Linked DNA regions of Gossypium hirsutum: region 1 is linked to region 2. A link is a contact called in public Hi-C data. All regions are on one chromosome and are shown on one strand. The core of a region is the stretch at or near the end of the contact, and the rest is flanking DNA. Distances in the headings are between cores, read along the strand shown.

What was found. A called contact is a pair of places that touch in the nucleus more often than the background predicts.
Region 1: a Hi-C map of leaf shows a contact between it and region 2, with 2.6 times the contacts expected there. The contact joins the enhancer-like site here to the promoter of LOC107927005 in region 2. A contact is called at or near these places in 6 of 34 Hi-C or Micro-C datasets (callus, hypocotyl and leaf).

The regions. Positions count from the first base shown.
Region 1 is chrA08:117,283,558-117,287,591 of Gossypium_hirsutum_v2.1, reverse strand. It overlaps the pseudogene LOC107926943. Among protein-coding and RNA genes, the nearest start is that of LOC107926944, 12 kb to the left of the region's middle. Within about 2 kb of position 1,856, at least 8 of the 9 cell types and tissues checked have an H3K27ac peak or open chromatin away from gene starts, as enhancers often do. A contact at or near this core is called in hypocotyl and leaf, where this site is marked.
Region 2 is chrA08:117,178,310-117,182,247 of Gossypium_hirsutum_v2.1, reverse strand. It overlaps LOC107927005 (cucumisin), which reads left to right and starts at 2,388. Exons shown (of 10, transcript XM_016857965.2): 1 at 2,388-2,504; 2 at 2,604-2,692; 3 at 2,827-2,921; 4 at 3,021-3,161; 5 at 3,248-3,347; 6 at 3,501-3,938. The coding sequence starts at 2,409.

The DNA.
Region 1 (4,034 bases), core at 607-3,106, 110 kb before region 2:
AGATAGGTATACTTATAGTAGACAAGAAGTGATGTTATACGTTGAAAATGCCTGCTTGTATAATGGTTTCACTAGAATATTGCAATACAAAAAATACTTCGAACAAGAACACCAAAGATGTTTCTATTACTTAGAAGTGTTGCAGCTATGTAATATTGTATCATTTCAGTATCTCAACTGTTTTGTACTAACATATATATATTTATATAGCATGTAAGAATGAAAGAATAATCAATGTTAGACCTAAACTTCAATTGTTTTTTGATTGAGAGCTTTGTATCTCCATTTCTCTTTCTCTAGAAAATCAGCACCAAGGAACCTGGAAACAAATGGCCATAGCCTACAAGTGTCTTCAAAATTCGTCAAAAAACTAAGTGCGGCTGTAACAACAGATATTACAGATGAAATGTATCTCTCTTTTTGCTTGCTTGAGCTTCACTTGTTCTTGTCTCCAATACCTTCTCTTCATTTTTATCCGGGAACCAAATGTGTTGCAAAAACCCAATGCTTAAAGAAATGTTGTTTCTATCAGCCAGCTTTTGGACTATTTCAGGATCGATTTTGTCCTTCCCAGTCGAAGACACTGAATGCTACGGCGGGCCTTCTGTCAAACATTATTTTGGGTCCATAGATTTGGACTGCCGGATTTCCATTTTCTAAATTTGGATGTTTAAGGCTCATCAATGCATTCACCAACCAATTGGTCAGGTTCCTTGTCCTGTTACTGATTAGTATCAGCCCTAATGAATCTGCATGATCCAAGCTTCTACATTCGGTTCTTGGATTTCTTCTTTTAGGGGTATTGTTGGTTTCTGTAGTTCCTGGTTCAAAGGATGTATTTATTACCTCTTCGATTTCAGAAAATGAAACAGTCTTTGTTTTTTTTTCTGTTCCAGATTCATCGTCCATTTGTTGAACAAGAACATTGTCCACCTTCAGTTTGGTTTCAATGTTAGAAATAGGTGGTGATGCTGGGACAAGATTCATTATTCCTACAATATTTGTACCAGTGGCTAGGTCCTTCAAAATTGAAGCACTGGATTTTCTGATAAACAAGCAACAAAACCCTGGAGGATTTTCTCCAAAAACCTTGAAAAAGGAACAAATAAGGAAGTCAGGATTGAAAAGAGAAAGCCCCAAGGTCTCCATGTCTTTTGCTCCTTATGCAGATGCATCAAGCAACACATGCCACCCATTCTCTTGAGCCAGGCTCATCCAGATACGAATATCTGGATCCTGTGACCCACGATTGAAGTGGAAAAATAATAAGTCCTCGTCTCTTGTACTTTTTTTCTTTATCTTCTTTCTCAAATTTTCTGATTGAATTTGTAGATTAGGCAAGGAGAAATCAGCAGACATGACATTTGCTCCTCTTTTTTTGGAGCTTTCAGTCATCACTTCAACAGCCTCATTTTGATAGTCATAAACTGTGAGTAGATTTTGATTAGATTGAAAGGGATGACACTCTGACAGAAGCTTGAAAGCAGAAGATTGATTGGCAGTGAGAACCATGGAGTAATTAGCTTCTGAGATATTCATGAAAGCCATGATCCATCTCCCAATATCAGGTTGAAATTCTGACTTTTCCCCCTCACCATATAGTAGCTGAGAGTCATTCAGGTTTACTGACTTGTAGAAGATATAAAAAAATGGGGGTTCTAAAGAAATAGTAGAACCTGGTGATTGAGTTTGAAGCTAAGAATAAGAGAAAAGACCATGACCAATATAGTCAAGGAACACATGGTTGGAGGGGGAAATATGATAGTATTCTTGAGCTCGAATTAGGTACCCAGCCTGTTCGGTTTGGGCCAAGGAAGCGATTCATGATAAGTGAAATGGAAAGCGAGGTAGAGAGAATGAGCAGTGCAAACCTCGAAATTCATACCGTGATACTGCCTCAGTGCTCAGAATAATTGAAGTTAAAGCATAATTAAAGTCGGGAAGGCCAACAAAAGGGCTGGGACAACAACCAAAAGAACATGCTTTCGAGACATCTCTTAAGAATGTTGGTGTCGATTTTGTTACAAAGAGGGGAAGAAAGGAAGAGAGAAGAAAAACAAAATTTTTCTGAATAATGGAGAAGGCTGTCTATTCAGCTTCTCACAGACACAACCTTTTCATTAAAAAAAAAACTTTACAGCTGCTTAGCACTGGATTAGAAAAAAACGTAAAACATAAGTAAAAGATACTTATAGCGGAAAAACTTACAGCTGCCTATTATTAAAGGCCTAAAGCAACTAACACACAAAAGGTATATTTGATTTCCAATATTAAACTCAAAACACATCAACACTCCACCTTTGAGATTGATATTAAACATACCAAGCTCACACTTGATAAAAGAAATTCTATTCCTTAAAAAGCTACTTTGTCATCAAGTCAACAACTTGCATCTTAGAAGAACAAAATTCTATCTTAATCAGTAAATTTCTCTCAACCTCACGAATAATATGAAACTTTACATTGATGTACTTTGTTCTACCACGCTGAACTGGATTTTTAGCAATGGAAATAAGTGACTTATTGTCACACAAAAAAACAGTGACACTTTCTTGCTCAACCAAGATTAGAAAGCAAATTTCTCAACCAAATTGCTTGGCTTGCAGCAGCAACAACAACAATATATTCTGCTTCTGCAATTGATTGAGCCACAACTTGTTGCTTCTTGGAACTCCAACAGATTGCACCTGAACCAAGGTTAAAAACATACTTAGATGTTTAATGTCATCCAAACTCCCAGCCCAATCATTCTCAGAATATTTAGTCAACTTCACACTTCCTACCTTTAAATAATTCAGCTATTCACTTGTTTTGTCCTTCACATACCCTGAGAACCCTCTTGGCAACTCCCAAATGAGTGTTTCTTTTTTTTTATCTATATATTATAAAAAAATTACTTAAATGATATGTTAAATAAATTATGTACCAAAATGGTACATCCAAACAAGTGGAGGGTGGTGCATAGGCGGCACCACCCTAAAATACTGACACATTTGATTGAAAAAAAATAATTAAAAAAATTGGTAATGGCAACTAAATAGACAATACCTAAAGAAATAGGGGTCAAATACGACCTGTATACGAACAAAACCCAACCCAAAACTAGATCCGATGTCATAGATGGGACAGGACAATTGAGCAATACTGGTCATGCCTGCTGGAGAGGCGGCACACCTCTGGTCACGTCGTTTCCACAGGTGGCACACTTGTGGCTTGTCAGCGATGGGACGGGTTGGATGGCATGCCCGTGAGTTGTGTTTTTGGGGACCATTATAAGGTCCCCAATGTCCCATTTTTTGCCGAAAAAGAGAAGAAAATCTTTGAAGAAGAGAAGAAGAAGAAGGAGGAGAGAGTGGGAAGGAGAAGGGGAAAAAGAAGAAAAAAAACAGAATAGAGAGAGGGAAGGAGGAAGAGAAGGAAAAAATAAATAAATAGAAAAAGAAAGGAGAGATTGTTGTTTAGGGAAGATTTAGTGTTTAAAAAAAACATAAAAGGTAAATTGTTTTATTTAGTAATTTTTTTTGTTATAAATAAATGTTAATTGGTTTTTGTTGTTATTGTTGATTTAATTTAGATTTAATTTTTAAATTTATTTTTGTAAGGTATTATTTGGTTAAAAAGAGCTATCAACGTATGTTTGTATTTATTTTATATTTTTATTCATTCATAAGTTATTTTTAATGTTTATTGAAGTAAAAAAGCCTATTTATGTTATGTATAAAGAATGTTTTATTTTTTATGTAATTTAATTGGCATGTGAATTTTGATTATTTTAATATAAATTTTTTATTTTTTATGTAGGTAAAAGATAAGAACCATTGATATGGAATTTGTGAATAAGACCATTGAGTTGGAATTTATAAGATAAAGTAGGAATAATAGTTTATATGTTCTAATTTTTTAAGATTTTATAATTGGGAATAAGAGTTTATGTTTTAAATTTTATTTTATGTTTTTTATAAATATTATAAATGAAATTTCTTTTGAATCCTTCTATGCAAAATATATATATTTTTGACAATAATTAAGTTGGC
Region 2 (3,938 bases), core at 1,139-3,638:
TATCTATCAACAACCTTTCATTTTATACCATAAATTTTCATAATTCATGCATATTCATCCATGGAAAAACCCTATTACTTTTATAACTTTACAAATTAATCCCCGAGATAGGTAGATTAAGCTATTACAATCTCGGAAATATAAAAATTACTAAAAACGAGACAAGATTACTTACCCAATTAGCCAAATAAGATTGCTTGAGTTCTTTTCTCTTAGCTAGGGTTTCCATGTATTTTGATTTGGGAAAGATGATGACAAGATGATATTAGATTTTTATCATCTTTAATTATTTCTATTTCCAATTTAGTCCTTTTGTTTATTTAATTTTCCATGGATGAATCATCAAACTTATCTACTAACTCCTCTTAATGGTCTATTTGCCATACAAGGATCTCCAATTTTGAATTCCATAGCTATTTGATCCTTTTAGCTACTAGAATTCAACTTTTGCATTTTATGCAATTTGGTCCTTTTATCAATTAATCACGTAAACGGTAAAATTTTCTTAATAAAATTTTTATATGATATTCTTATCATAATGCAGACTATAATATAATATCAAAATAAATTTTCTTTCGGACTCGGATTTGTAGTCTCGAAACTACTATTACGATTTCACTAAAAACGGGTTGTTACACAAACGCATAAAAAACTATTTTTGTGGAAGAAAAATAGTTTTTTTTATGAATCTTCTATATACGTTCGCTTTGGTTTGAATGGGCATTATTTTGCTATAGAAAAAAAAAGGATTCTTGGATTGAGCTTTTTCCTCCTAAAGAGAAAGCTTTTATTTTGCAATTCATTTCAAAAGACTTCAATCGGTACACGCAAAAAACTTTTGGTCCTACTTTTTAGGTATCAAAATTCAAGTTCAACTGTTAATATTTTTAAAAATATTTTGTTAAATTTATGTTTATTATAATGTCAATTTTTAGTTACATGAATACCAAGTATTTTTTTTTTAATGTGACATCAACAAAATTGATAAAAAAAATTAACAATGTTAGCAATTGGACTTTGATATTTAAATCTGAAAAGTAGAGGGACTAAATTCTTGAAAATAAAAGTACATGGACTAAATTCTAAATTTGTGAAGAGTACATAGACTTATGACATAATTTCACATTTATACTACAAAACATTTATTATTAAAATATTAATTTTGTATATTTTTCAATAATGTATAGAGAATATTATTTAAAATTATTATTTTTAAAATTAATTATTAAAATAAAATTGAGATATTAAATAATTTATTAAAATAATAATTTATATTAATGTTTTAGATATAGATAATTAAATATGTATATTTAATAATATTAAAAATTATAATATTTTATATTAATATTTAATTAATATTAAATATTTTAAAAATAAAAAAAATTATTATTAATATAATAATATTAAGTTGGAGTTAAGTTAATTTTTATTTAAAAATAAAATCACACGTAAATGAGTTCTTTTCTTAAGAATGACTTATACTTTTAAAAAGGGTAAGTTATTTTATAAGAAAAATGATTTATTTTTTGATGATCTGTAAGTCATTTTCCGTTGATCATGCTGTTTTCTATCAAACAAACACAAGAAAATTTAAAAAAAAATATTGTCGGTGAAACAAACGAAATCTTAGTGGCTTCACCCTAATCGAGAATTAACCTAAAAAATGAGCAATGTATTTAGAAGAATAAGCAATGGTTAATAGTTAGAAAATTGGTAGTCTCTCAAACCTAATTTTCATATTTTTCTTAGTGTTTTCTATTTCATCAGTATTTGGTTTGGTTGGATTAAAGATTTTGGGGATCAACTTCAGTTTATTTGGTTTAATCATTAAGTTTTCTTTTTCTTTGGATCTTTTTATTTATTTGTTTAGTTAATTTTAATTTCATTACGATCTAACCACCTAGAGTGCTTTGGTGATTCCATTAGACTAATTACTTGAACTAGGTTAGATATGGCTTCAGATTAATAACCAAATTAATTCAATAGCTAAGAGCTTATAAGAACTATGCCAACTTAAGTTACTATGGTTTGAGATTATTAAAATTTTTTAATTAATTTCACAATCACCCTAATTACTCGTTTTACCTAGTTCATTTGATTGGATGAACTGGTACGTATTGCTTTACTTCCTCATAATCCACGAAGAACAATATAACATATTCGGAGATACCAAAATAGAGACGAAGAAGATGAATAATCTTTTTTTGTTTCACGTTAAATGATGTCCTAAAGATAATAGATTGGCGATAATATTCATAAAATCGAAAGCAACAAAGATGGCCTGCTGCCAGTTAAGAAATAATGAGCGGACAAAACGATTAATCTAAATCACCCCTTATAAATACATTTCCTTCGCAAGTAATTGACACAAGTCTCATCAAGGTTAATTAAGCTAGTTTGTTTTATGAATGGCGAAGACAGGGCTGATGACTTGGCTCCTTTACTCCACATTATTTGCAGCATTGCTGTTGAATTCTCATGCAGCCAATGCCAACGAGAGAAAAGTAAAGCCTTTTGTTTGTGTTGTTACCCATAATTTTGGAACTGGCTGTTATTTTGGGGTAGCTGTTGATCACTTGTGTTGTATATGTGTATATATATAGGTTCACATTGTGTACATGGGAGACAGGCCCAAGGGAGATTTTTCTGCTAAAGCAACCCATCATTCTATGCTTACAAGCGTCCTTGGAAGGTTCTTTTTTTTCCTTCTTTTTACTAATACAACAACCCATAAGAAAAAAAACCGTTTATTTGTTAAAGTAATAAACAGAACTTGACAAAGACATGGCTTCCAATGATTAAACATTTTGGTTTAATCTATCACAGGTCTTCATCAGCCCAAGAATCCCTAGTCTATAGTTATGGTAACTTCAATGCATTTGCGGCTAAGCTAACTGAGGAAGAAGTTCAAAAGTTCTCAGGTGAAATGGTTAAACAAGACATGATTCATTGATTGCTAAAATTAGAAGCAATCATTTTCATGATTGATCCATGCTAAACGAAATATAAATTGGGTGCAGAGATGGATGGAGTAGTTAGAGTGATTCCAAACCATATACTAAAGCTTCATACTACAAGGTCGTGGGACTTCCTTGGTCTCAGCCAGACCAATGTGGGAGCCCAGCTACAAGGTGATGTTGTCATTGGGCTCCTTGATACAGGTAAATAACTTAAATATGTAGACCCACATAGCTTTATCAAATATCAAGACGTCAAGCTGACTTCATTGGGGGTCTTTGGTTTATAGGCATCTGGCCCGAGCATGAGAGCTTCAATGACCAAGGACTTGGTGCTCCACCTTCCAAATGGAAAGGAACATGTCAAGGGGCCAACTTTACCTGCAATAAGTGAGCTCCCTTTCTCCCCTTCACACCAATTGAATCGTCAAGAAATTGAATATGTATAAGGCCAAAAGGATTCTAAATAATTTTCTAAATTTTTAGATAAAAAGCATTTACTATTCAATCCAGTCAGCTAATAATATGAATTTGTCAACACAGCAAGATCATTGGAGGCCGTTACTACAACAGTGAGAACTGGTACTATGAAGGTGACTTGAAGTCTCCTAGAGACTCTGAGGGGCATGGGACCCATACATCCTCAACTGCAGCCGGTGACAGGGTGCCCGGAGCAAGCTACTATGGACTAGCTAATGGAACCGCAAGGGGTGGGGTCCCTGGTGCAAGGATTGCCATGTACAAGGTTTGCTGGTCCTTTGGTTGTGGAGCTGCTGATATCCTTGCAGCATTCGACGATGCCATAGCCGATGGTGTCGATATAATATCAGTGTCCCTCGGTTCAGTGTTTCCAGTACCTTATGATGTAGACCCTATAGCCATTGGCGCTTTCCATGCCATGAAATATGGTATATTGACATCAAGTTCTGCTGGTAATTCTGGACCATGGCCATATTCAGTTTCTAATTATGCGCCTTGGAC